Regions from separate parts of the Sus scrofa genome. Here regions 2 and 3 are each linked to region 1. Evidence: chromatin contacts called from public HiChIP or PLAC-seq data. All regions are on one chromosome and are shown on one strand. Each heading gives the region's core, a stretch centred on a gene start, on an enhancer-like site or on the middle of the called end of the contact. The rest is flanking DNA. Distances are from core to core; before and after follow the strand shown. Region 1 overlaps TMOD2 (tropomodulin-2). Region 2 has its middle 79 kb from the start of MAPK6. Region 3 overlaps MYO5C (unconventional myosin-Vc).

Region 1 (4,091 bases), core at 1,087-3,586:
GGATATGCTGGTTTAAATAAAATATATTATTAAATTTAATTTCACCCATCTCTTTTTTTTTTTTAATGTGGTTACTAGAAAATTTAAGGTTCCACATGTGGCTTACATTTGTGGCTCTCCTTTTATTTCCATTGGACAGAGATGTTCTGAACTTTTGATTTCCTTGTGGCATCACTGTTAATAATAACAGCATTTTTTACATATATGGGCCTTTTCTCTACATCAGCATTCATTACTGAGGCAAGTTTCATTAATACACCCCCTACTAAAGATGAGGTTATATGGAAGTGCTTGGGGCATACTAGAATGAATTTGATTAAAAGTCACTTAAATTCACTTGCTGGCTTGGCCACATGCTGTGTAATCTTAGTTAAGTTACTCAAACTGAGTCTTAGTTGCCACGTCTGTAAAATGGGGGTAACGGCATCACACATAGCTTGTCTATATTCACAATAATCCCACAAGTGCTTTGTTGAATCTGTTTCAGCGCCTTAAATAGAAAAGTCTCTTAAAGCTCTTTTTTTTTTTGTGGTCTTTTTGTTTTTTTAGGGCCACACCTGCGGCATATGGAGGTTCCCAGTCTAGGGGTGTAATCAGAGCTATAGCTGCTGGCCTATACCACAGCCACAGCAATGCCTGATCCTTAACCCACTGAGTGAGACCAGGGATCGAACCTGCAACCTCGTGGTTCCTAGTTGGATTCGTTTCCAGTGCGCCACAACGGGAACTCCCATGAAGCTTTTTCTTTAATGCTGATTTGTAATTCTCAACAGCAAGTTGTTCAGCCATAATCGCAGTCTAAATCTCTCTACTGCCTGTGGGGTAATCAACCAATTCTCAAGCTTTAGAAAGCTTCTTTCTTAAATATGGCATAGTTAAATGAAGAATCATCATGGTGAAGGCTGGACCATGTGAATCCAACCAGGCATAAGGCTGAAAGAGGCTTTTCTTTTCAATACCCTAAAGGATAGCCATTATTCCTTGCAGTTGTAGAGTGTGCTTCTCACATGGTGTTTTTTTTCAATACATAGTTGTTGGATTAAAAATAGTATCAAAGAGCTTATTATATTTGGAATTTATTTAGTCCATTTAACAAGTTATCTATTTGAGGGAGTTCCTGTCGCAGCTCAGCGGTTAACAAATCCAACTAGGAACCATGAGGTTGCAGGTTGATCCCTGGCCTTGCTCAGTGGGTTGAGGATCCGGCGTTGCTATGGCTCTGGTGTAGGCCAGCAGCTACAGCTCCGATTGCACCCTTAGCCTGGAATCTCCGATTGCACCCTTAGCCTTGGGTGCAGCCCTAGAAAAGACAGAAAAAAAAGACAAAAAAAAAAACCCAGCAAGTTATCTATTTGACCTAGAGTAGAAGTTAGATCATTTACTAGTAGTGCTGACAATGAATTATAAACTATTCACATCCCTGCCATTTTACTATAAACAGTATGTTAAATAGAAATGACAAATCATTTCTTTATTTACCCCTTTGGTTACTTACATACAAAATATATTGTGAATATTTTTGCTTTATTGAAAGCAAACCTACTAAAGGGTAGAGATTATAAACAAAATCATACAAAGATATGAACCCTTAAATTGCTAATTTCACCTTCTAGTTCTGCCCTTTTTATATTTTAATAGTAAGTTTCAAAAATTGCTTTCAACCTGCAAATTTAGATATGAAATGATTGCTGGTGAAAACATCAATTTTGTAGCTTAGTCCCTTTCTACCTAAGTGCTTATTTAAAGTTTGCTATCATCAGAAAATATTGTCTATTGCTAAGAGGCGAAGGGTATCTTCATTCATTCATTTCACTTGACAAGGATTTTTCAAACATCTATTCTGTGCCAGCACCATGATGGGTCATCATTACTTTCATGTGTCTGTTTTTTTTTTCTTTTTTCAGCTGCCCCACAGCAGATGGAGTGCTCAGGCCAGGGATCAGATCTGAGCCACAGTTGTGGACCTACACTGCAGCTGTGGCAATGCTGGGTCCTCTAACCCACTGGGCAGGACTGGGATCAAACCTGCATTCTTGGTGCTACAGAGATGCCACTGATGCTGCTGTGCCACAGTGGGAGCCCCCATGTTACCCATTTTTAATGCTATTTTAGATCCGCCAAAAGACATATTACTTTAAATCACATCTTCAAGACAAGAAAACTTTTATTTTCCCAGTCTAACTCAAGTGCTGAGCTTCAGATGCTGTAGAACCACAGGCTTCTGCTCAGGCTGCTGCTAACTGGCATGTTTCTGCAAATGCATGGCAGTGAGGCACTGTAAGTACAGCATAGCTTGGTGGTTAGGCATCCTGGTTGAGGAACCAGAAAGACTTGGTGGTAAACCCTAGCTCTACCACGTGCTTGTTGTGTTACTTTGGAAAAGTTTCTTAACCTCTCTGAGCCTCAGATTGCTCATTTGTTAAAGTTGGAACTAATAATAGTACATACATCATTGTATTTTAGTGGGGATTACATGGGATGATGCGTGTAAAGCACAGAGGTCAGTACTCAAGAAATGCAAGCTGTTACTAAGAGGATTAACACTGACAATGGCAATGGTACCAGTATTTACAGGAGACCAGGGGCTTCCTTATTTACTTGAATTATCTAAAGCAAGTAGAGGGAATAGGGCTTTTGGTGGTTGCTGTTTTTGTTTTTGTTTTGTCTTTTTAGGGCTGCACCCGAGGCATATGGAGGTTCCCAGGCTAGGGGTCTAACTGGAGCTGTGGCCTCCTGCCTATGCCTCAGCCACAGCAATGGGGGATCCGAGCCGCACCTGTGACCTACACCACAGCTCACGGCAACACCAGAGCCTTGACCCACTGAGTGAAGCCAGGGATCAAAACTGTGTCCTCATGGATGCCAGTCAGGTTCATTAACCACTAAGCCATGATGGGAACTCCCATTGTTTTTCTTTTTCTTTCTTTTAGCACTGGTTAATAGTATCAAACAAAAAAATATTACAAGATTTGGTGGTTTAAAATATTTTTGAGATATATCAATCCATTTCAAAGGTTAAAATGAAATATGTTAACATCTTTTTATGGGTCGAGTTCCTGTAGGCTTTGATGGGTCTTATAATATCCATTTACAATGACAGAATGTTGTAGGTGAAAATGTTTCAGCAAATTTGTACTAAGCACAGAATAAAATCTAAATATTTATTTAGCTAAAGGCCTAATCTTGTTTCTCCTAAAAGTGTAGTGCTAACAAAATTCCAGTGGGCTCAAAGTGTCTGGCAGTTGGGTTCTTGTTTTACTGTCTCATTATAACTTATTTATTAACGATAAAGAAAATAAATTTATCAGAGCTAAAAATTGTTAATTGGAGTTTCCATCATGGCTCAGGGGTAACAAACCCAACTAGCATCCATGAGGATGTGGGTTCAATCCCTGTCCTTAATCAGTGGGTTAAGGATCCGGCGTTGCTGTGGCTGTGGCATAGTCCAGCAGTTGCAGCTCAGATTTGACCCCTAGGCTGGGAACTTCCATATGCCTTGGGTGTGGCCCTAAAAAGACAAAAACAAAAAATAAAAATTGTTAATTGATAAGACAAGTTAAAAATAGCTTCTAATGAATTAAATATTTTCATGTTACTCTTTTTTTTTTTTATTTTCCCACTGTACAGCAAGGGGATCAAGTTATCCTTTCATGTTACTCTTAAGAATTTTACTCACAATTGCCACAGGGTCATTGCTTCGGGTTGCCGCCAGGCTGAACTTCTTCACGTGAGTATTGGTCTCTAGAGCCTTTGCAAATTCCTTCAGGGTTGGAATTGGAATGTTCTAGGATGAGGAAGACACAGATAGGTGATGAATCACCTGTACACCTGCCCCCCAAGCTAAGGTTCCACAGATTTTTTAAACACCTCATATATTTAGATGGCTAATTGCACACCATCCCCCCAAAGAGATGAGAATAGATTCATCATCTATGCTCTAGCAACTGACCTATCCTGAGTCAATACCCCCATCTAGTGTCCAATAAGGGAACCTAATACAATGTGACATTCTGGCATCATTTTTCCATTTACTTGATCCCCCCAATGATGCATACACCATACTTCCCTTTTTCTCTTTCCTTCTCTATATT
Region 2 (4,169 bases), core at 1,182-3,681, 280 kb before region 1:
TCAGGAATCCATCTTTAAAGTCTCTACCAGTTGTTAAAATATCTTCACAAGACATTTATTCACATCAGGTACTTTGTAAATTTCACCTTCCTGAAGATGAAAGGAACTCTGTCTCCCAGAGCTTTCTCACCTGCTCAAATCTGGGCTGGTTGTCCTCTGTACTGGGTGCACAACTGTCACCTTGCAATCTCCCTTCAGTGTCATCATGTTGGGATTCCCTTAGCTTTTCTCACCTGTTAGAGCTCCTTTTTCTGGATCCCTGCCTTTTCTCTTTCTTGGTTTACTCCCTTCTTTTGCTGAAATACATACCCCAGTAACTTTCTGAGAAAGAGCATATGAGAGGTTAAAAAAAGTTGAAGCCATGCATATCTGAAGATGTCTTAGTTCTACCTTCACAGTTGATTCATACTTTGGGTATAGTATTCCAGATTGTAAATTATTTTCCCTCAGAATTTTAGAGGCATTTCTCCATTTTCTTGTAGCTTCCAGTGTTAAAGGCATTCTTCTATGTTCCTTTAGCTTGCAGTGTTGATTCCTAATCCTTTTTTGGTGGCCCATTTTTTTCTCCCCAGAAGCCTGGAGGATCTTCTCTATGGCCCTGAGGTCCTAAAATATCACATTGACACATGGGTGTATTTTCATCCATTGTGCTGGGCACTTAGGTGAGCCCTTTCAATCTGGAAACTTGGGTCCTTCAGTCCTGGAAGTTGCTTTCTCAGCTTGCTTTGCAGCTAGCAGTGTTCATGTGACATGGTCTGACCAAAAAGGTATTAGCAAAAGTCTCTCAGGAGGTTCTGCGAAATCTTTTGCTTTTCTAATCTTGAGGCACAGATGGTGCTAGCATGGCTCCTTCTTCCTTCTCCTTGCCTTGAATATGGATCCATATGGATAACTGAGCTGTAATGGTTATCGCAAACCCATGAGGGAAAGGCAAAATAATCACAGATGTTAGCCCTGATCTTTTTTTTTTAACCATTGAACCAATACCAGGAGCTGCATGTCTTCTGAATTTTTGTTACATGAGAAAAATGAACCTCTATTTTTTTAAACTCTGCAGGCTGGTTTTGCTGTTACTTGAAGCCAAATTTATTCCTAACTGATAGATTCCTACTGACAGTAGATGCTTGGTAAATATTTGTTTGGCTGAATTCTACAGAGGGGATGAAAGATTTTTTAAAATTTAATTATATTTAAATTTATAGCCAATATATTACCATTTCAACATATAATCAGTTTTTTAAAAATTGTATTAAAGTATAGTTGATCTACTAGGGGATGAAAAATTTGAGCTCACAGATGTCACACGTGAAATTGCGTCTTCTCCAAGAGAAAAAAAAAAAGTGCCCACATCTGTCTTGGTGTCTTCAAAAACCTCTGTAGAAAAGAGGAACTTGATCAAAGTAGGCAAATATACTGAAGGTGCTTGGGGGAAGCAAGAAGAGTTCATTGTCGTGGCTATGAGAAAGCATATAAAACTCCACTGCACTCACTTCACAAGCTTAGAGAACTAAAATATTTGGGCAGTAGGGGTGGCATTTCTTTTTTTTCTTTTTATAGCTGCATCCATGGTATATATTAGTTCCCAGGCTAGTGGTCCAATGGGAGCTGCAGCTGCCAGCCTACACCACAGTCACAGCAACACTGCACCCAAGCCTCATCTGTGACTTACACCGCAGCTTGCAGCAATGCGGGATCCTTAACCCAAAAGGCCAGGGATCAAACCTGCATCCTCACAGACACTGTGTTGGGTCCTTAACCCACTGAGCCACAATGGGAACGCCCCGCATTTCTTAAAGTAGCAAGAGAGGAAAATGACCTAAAAGCTCTGGCAAAGGAACACTAGGTTTTTCTCTAATACACTGGCACATCCATTTGTGCTTCTTGCCTGTTATATATATTGAACCAAAATAATAATTACACTGTAATCTGTGCTCCCAAGGTAGACCATCCTAGAATCAATTAACAGGAGCATAAGAATGCCATAAGAAATAAAGATTTTTTCATTCTAAAAACCAGATCTTGAAGCTTTTTAGAAACAACTGCATTTAGGCCTACTTGTAATTGTATGTTTCTATCACCTAAAAAAGCCAAGCTGCTGAAGCAAGAGTAAATCTGACTTGAAAGATATGTGTTAAACACCAACTGCACAGCCAGAAACGGCTCCGTTTGGCTATAAAATTGACAATTGAGATGTCAGGCAGGGTCAGATAAAGGGGATCCAGGACCATCATCCACCACAGGATCCCGTGTGCTTCTGGGAATTGGAGTTTCCCCCACAGCTGGAGATAAATTAGCTATCCAAAAGGAGAGGACTACTTCTCAGAAATTAGTTTTCAGGAAAGAGAAGTTGGATTTACTGTGGTTTGACAGTTCTGACTGGTCTTTACCACAGCTATTTTTAAAGCTGCTTTCCAGTAACTGTGAGTAACCCTCAGGGTTGGCAACTGTCCTGGGAGGCCAGTGACCGCAGAGACCCTTTTGCTGAGGCCCAGGGCTTGCTCTATAAGGAGATGGAAGTGGGGGTGGGGGGTGCTTACAAAAGAAGGGGCCAGAAGATAGCAAATGGCATTGTAGTGAGGGAGGGAGAGGGCATGTGGTGGGCTAAGGGCAGCGGGTGACCTCAAGATGACTGAGCCACAGGGTGGGGCGAGCCAGCATCGACACTGCCTGTGGGGGCATTTGGATACAGCCTTGCTGTCTGCTCGTCTCCCCACATGACTTCGTTCGTGGGCACTGGAGGGATGAAAAGAGGTCCTTGAACAGTAATGCTTACTAACCATGGGCCCTTTCTTACTTGGGCATAGGTTAACTCACCCTATGATGTCTTGGGCCCCAGATATGCAGAACCAGGAAGGTTGCTTTTGCCTCTAACCTCCTGGGACTCATGCATCCCACAGCTGCCAGTGTGCTTGCTGTAGTTTATCTTCTTTTGCAGAGAATGAAATTCTCCCTCAACCTTAGCTCTTCACCTTTTGAAGCTAGATTTTATTTTTTTGGTCATACCCATGGTATGTAGAAATTCCCACACCAGGGAGTCAAACCCGTGTCATAGCCCTAACCAGAACCACAGCTGCAGCAACACCAGATCCTTAAGCCGCTGTGCCACAAGGGAACTTCCAGAAGCTAAACTTTATTTATTTAGTCTTTTTAGGGCTGCACCCTTGGCATATGGAAGTTCCCAAGCAAGGGGTCGAATCAGAGCTATAACTTCAGCACACCACAGCCACAGCAAGGCCAGATCCAAGCCACATCACAGCTCATGGCAATACTGGATCCTTAACCCAATGAGCAAGGCCAGGGATCGAACCTGTGTCCTCATGGTTACTAGTCAGGTTCGTTACTGCTGAACCGCAGTGGGAATTCCCAGAAGCTAGACTTTTAAATTATGTATTCATTTAACTTTATGTACAATTAGGCCCTTGCAACTGTTTTACAATTTGGTCCTTTTTGTGTGGCATGGCCACTTTTTACTTTGTGATTTTTATATTTCCACTGTGAACAATTTCAAAAATACAAATTTAGAGGAAAAAACATAATGAATTCTCACTTATCCAAAATCCAGCTTGAACAGTGATCAACTCACAACCAGTCTTTTTTTATGTGTACCCTCCCTTACAACCCATTGCTTCATATAAGCAAATCCCAGCCACTCCATGCAAAGTCCTGAGTTCCTTAGCTTGCACATAATGGTCTTCAAGTGGTCCTGCTTTCCAGTATAACAGGATGTTCCAGGTTCTTCCTGTACCTTTGCTGTCTCAGTGGATCAGCCATTTCCTTTAAATAAGAAATTGTTTTTAGAGAACACAGTCTGAGTTCTCAGAGTGCTGTTGCATCTGAGCTGATCACCGTTTCTAGGATACAATGCCCACCTTGGCATTCTCTGTAGGCTTTAGAAAACCTGTGGACTCACACAACTACAAAGGCCATACTTGGCACTGACCTCACCTAGAATAAGGATACAAGGACAGGAAACCCCCCACCCCCACCCCGGTGGGGCTGTGGAGGCCATTTCTCTAGGCAGCCCCACCCCCTAGCCCTTGGAGGTCATCAGAAGAACAGGACTGAGGAGTTTCTGTGGTGGCTCACTGGTGACAAACCCAACTAATATCCATGAAGACGTGGGTTCAATCCTTGGCCTCGATCAGCGGGTTAAGAATCTGGTGTTACTG
Region 3 (3,876 bases), core at 389-2,888, 510 kb before region 1:
CATGAGAGCCCATTGCCTTGGTCCAAACAGGCAAGTTTCCTGGGGCAGAGAGCAGGGTGCAGAGCTGGAAGGGCAAATGCAATCCTTCCGGCACCCTCCATAAAAAGAAAAAAGGGAATTTATGAGCAAAAAAGAAAAAAAAAAATTAACAATCAAGAAAGCACAGCATACAGAATGAATGAGAACTGATTCTCCCAGGAGCCTGATGTGAAATAGTCACTCAGATACTAGTTTTTGTGTTGAAATTCCTAGAAGCCACTGCAAAAGGGAAACCTGGTGGGTTGTAGAGGTCGTGCTGTGTGCCTGCACATATCAAACTAGAAAGACAGAAAATGGGGCCCACTCCCTGTTCCCTGTTCCAGCTCTTGGCACTGATGGTACCAGAGTGTCCTAAATGAATTCAGCTGCTTATCTTACTAGTGATTAAGCAAGAGAAGAAATGCAGTATTCCTAATTTGGGGAAATTTTTGTTTTCAGGTTTCAAAGAAGATTTTCAGATGGATGTTTTTAAAATCCTTGCAGCCATCCTACATCTGGGCAACGTGGAGATCATAGCAGTGGGCAACGAGAGATCGGCGGTCAGTGTAAGATATGTGTTCCTTTTAACCTTCCTGTATTGGAAGGATCATCAGTAGAACCTCTCACTGTAATTCAGTTTTAGATTTTAACACCAGGCACTACTGGGGAGACCAGTTTAACAGGAACAAGGAAGCAGGACTTTCCATGGATTGCTTTCAAAGTGTAAAGCTTCTTTCCCTTGCAACAGTAGGGACGGGGGCAGGGAATGCATTCTCTGTTCTTCTTTTATTCAACACATTTTGACTGAGTGCTTACAGTGTGCCGGACACTGTTGCAGGCTCTGGAGAAACAGCAACGAACAAACCAAAATCAGCAGGTCTTCACGAAGCATATGATCTGGCAGAGGAAGGTGGAGGGGATGAGACATGACAAACATTTATAGGCTCTGGCAGCTGGGGATGGCCATTAAAAAGGAAAATAAAGCAGAGAAGGGGTGGGCTATGCCTTTTGTACAGCGTATTCAGAGAAAGCCTTTCCGATTTGGTAAAGATGTGATTTGTGCCTATATCTGGGGGAAGAGTGTTTGAAGTAGAGGGAACAGTGAGTGCAAGGCCCTCAGGCAGGCAGGAAGTATTATTGCAAAAATAGCCATAAGGTTGGTAAATGCGAAAAAGAAAACACATGAAAGGAGGGGTGGTAGACCAGGCCAGAAAATGTTGAGGGTGGAGGGGGTGGTACAGATCATGGATGGCCTTAAGAGCATTGGACAGTTTTAAGCAGAAAGGATGCCTCCTACCTCCTGACACTCTCTTAATCAAACACCAGTGTTTCTGCCTTCCTCTCTAGAAATAGATTCCCATGTAAGTTTTGTGACAGATATCATTACTTATTGGACACAAGATAAGCTTATGTGTGTCTCTTTGGCAACAGATGTCAGGAGTGGTGATTCTTAGAATGAGGTGTGTGTTGGGTTATTCTCAACAATATCCATGTAAAGAGAACTATTACACAGTTTTAAAAAGTTTCTGTGAAATGCAACATCCCCTTACTATTAAAGCTTTGTATTAACACATGTGTCTTAGTCAACTCTGGTTGCCATAACAAAGTACCACATGCAGGGTGGCTTAGCAATAGAAATTTATTTTCTCACAGACCTGGAGGCTGGCGGTCTAAGGTCACGGTGATTGCCTGGTTGATTTCTGGGTGAGGGCCTTCTTCCTGGCTTGCATACAGCTGCCTTCTAGCTCTGTCCTCACATGGCAGAGAGAAAGCAAGCTCTAGTTTATTTTCTTAGAAGGACAGTAATCCCATCTAGGGGCTCCATCCACAGGATCTCATATAAACCTCCCAAAGGCCCCACTTCCAAATACCATCACATCAGGGGTTAGGGGTTCAACGTATGAATTTTTCATATAACTGAAACAAACATTCAGTCTATAACTATGTCTATTTTCATGTCCCCATAACATGTGATGGGAACAGTTGTTATTTTATATATACGGCAGTTTCTCATCTCTGGCACCTGCCATTTAAGGGGAAAGAACACCAAGAGTGGAGCATATACTTTTCTTGACCTAGTGCTTCAATCCTGTTGCCCTATGACCAAGAAGTAATTCTCCTTCCTCTCTTCAAATTCTTACAATAAGCATCCCCCTCCCCCTATATCCAGCCCTCCTAGGGTCAGTAATTTCACAAAGGACTGGGAAGTTTGGTGAGGGCTCCTGACCTTGGATAGGAGCATGGAGTGTCTATAGTTCTCCCTCTAGTTCTTTGCCAGAGATGAGCTTCTGCACTTTTCCTTCTCAAACTCCCATAGAGTAAAAATAAGATGTCCACCCAGCAAATGCCCTTGCTTTGAACTCCATCCTCTGAAATTTGTTGTGAAGATAGTATTTTAAATAGTTAAAATTGGTAGACTAGAAATCCTTTGTCTCACAATTTTAGGAGACAGATTTTATTTTAAAAAAAAGTCAAATCATTGCAGAAAATTACTAGTCCTATAATTTTCATTTATTTGCATCAAATATTGGCCAAATTCAATATGGATGAAGCCACTGTATTTTTTAAAAATTGCTGCCCCTTTGCATTTCCCCTACAGCTGAAGGTTTGTGACTCGGAAGTTTTGGTTCCTGCTTAGTTGGAAGGAAACCAATGGGCCTGCCTGTCCTCTCCCCAGTGAAGGGGTCAGGAACATCAAAGACACACTCACATCATTGTGAACTTGGTCAGAAGCCATGTGGGTGGGTAGTGGAGAGGTGGCAGGACTCTCTGTAATCTGATGGTTTTTAATTACAGTCATGGTTTTCCCAGTTGGCTGAGATGGTGTCAACAGATTAACCTGCCTCTGCAAGTTCCCCTGCCCAAGGAGACGGGTAGTACTCAGTCACACGGGGTCATATCGCCTTGCTTAGTGACAAGGAACCCTTGTCCGTGTGGTCTAAAGACAAATGGGAGCAGACCACTCCTTGTCTGCTGGCCAGTGGGGCAGCTCTCATGCCCAGGCTTGCGAGAGAAACAAGGTTCACTTTGTACATCCAGGAGTCCTCCGCCACTAGTCTTATCTTGGCTGGAAAGCTGCTTTAGTCCAGAGAGCCCCCATGTTCTCTCTGACAATGACACCTAGGTACCTCCTGGGCCAGACACATCCTCCTACCCACTCCTCTGGCAAAACCTGACCACACACATGGAAGGACAGGGCAAGTTCAGGCTCTGACAGGGGGCCTGGGTGTGAGGCAGAGGGAAGAGAGGCCTCAAACATGCACAGTGCACAGGAGAGGGGGAAGCATTGCTTCTGTAGCCTAATCACTACTGACATTCTTTGGCCAGAAATAACATCCAGGTAGAACACAGCCCAGGACCACCTGGCATTACCACAGTGGTGCCCTGCCAAAGGTCAGGTGCAGGCTCAGTGCCACTTCAGGCTCTTCTGCTTCACCCCCAGACGGGGCTCTGCCTAATGGGCATGGTCCTTCTCAGCCCAGCTCATCCTCCTCTTTCTGGCAGGCCTGAGCAGAGACCCAGGGGCCTGGCTGGGTGGGCTGGTGCTGGTTTAGATGACCTGACAGGGCTTGGGCTTTTCACTTTTGAAGGAGGACGACAGTCACTTGAAGGTGTTCTGTGAGCTCCTGGGCCTGGAGAGCGGCAAAGTGGCTCAGTGGCTATGCAATCGCAAGATCATCACGACCTCTGAGACGGTGGTGAAGCCCATGACCAGGCCCCAGGCCACCAATGCCAGGGATGCACTGGCCAAAAAGATCTATGCGCACCTGTTTGACTTCATAGTGGAGAGAATTAATCAAGCCTTGCAGTTTTCAGGCAAGCAGCACACTTTTATTGGTGTTTTGGACATTTATGGGT

What was found. HiChIP or PLAC-seq counts read pairs in DNA pulled down with a chosen protein or histone mark.
Region 2: a contact with region 1 is called in an H3K27ac HiChIP or PLAC-seq map of alveolar macrophages. The contact joins two enhancer-like sites. A contact is called at or near these places in 1 of 5 promoter capture datasets (liver), 16 of 47 Hi-C or Micro-C datasets (alveolar macrophages, brain, embryonic fibroblasts and 10 more) and 2 of 2 datasets of contacts at active chromatin or transcription factors (alveolar macrophages and skeletal muscle).
Region 3: a contact with region 1 is called in an H3K27ac HiChIP or PLAC-seq map of alveolar macrophages. The contact joins two enhancer-like sites. A contact is called at or near these places in 2 of 47 Hi-C or Micro-C datasets (embryonic fibroblasts and subcutaneous adipose tissue) and 1 of 2 datasets of contacts at active chromatin or transcription factors (alveolar macrophages).

What each region holds. Positions count from the first base shown.
Region 1 is chr1:119,973,100-119,977,190 of Sscrofa11.1, forward strand. It overlaps TMOD2 (tropomodulin-2), which reads right to left. Exons shown (of 10, transcript XM_001925676.5): 7 at 3,677-3,784. Among named protein-coding and RNA genes, the nearest start is that of TMOD3, 26 kb to the left of the region's middle. Within about 2 kb of position 2,337, at least 1 of the 83 cell types and tissues checked has an H3K27ac peak or open chromatin away from gene starts, as enhancers often do. A contact at or near this core is called in alveolar macrophages, where this site is marked.
Region 2 is chr1:119,690,305-119,694,473 of Sscrofa11.1, forward strand. No RefSeq gene overlaps it. Among named protein-coding and RNA genes, the nearest start is that of MAPK6, 79 kb to the right of the region's middle. Within about 2 kb of position 2,432, at least 12 of the 83 cell types and tissues checked have an H3K27ac peak or open chromatin away from gene starts, as enhancers often do. A contact at or near this core is called in alveolar macrophages, where this site is marked.
Region 3 is chr1:119,465,128-119,469,003 of Sscrofa11.1, forward strand. MYO5C (unconventional myosin-Vc) reads left to right here. Exons shown (of 41, transcript XM_021095283.1): 9 at 478-578; 10 at 3,609-3,874. Among named protein-coding and RNA genes, the nearest start is that of MYO5C, 60 kb to the left of the region's middle. Within about 2 kb of position 1,639, at least 2 of the 83 cell types and tissues checked have an H3K27ac peak or open chromatin away from gene starts, as enhancers often do. A contact at or near this core is called in alveolar macrophages, where this site is marked.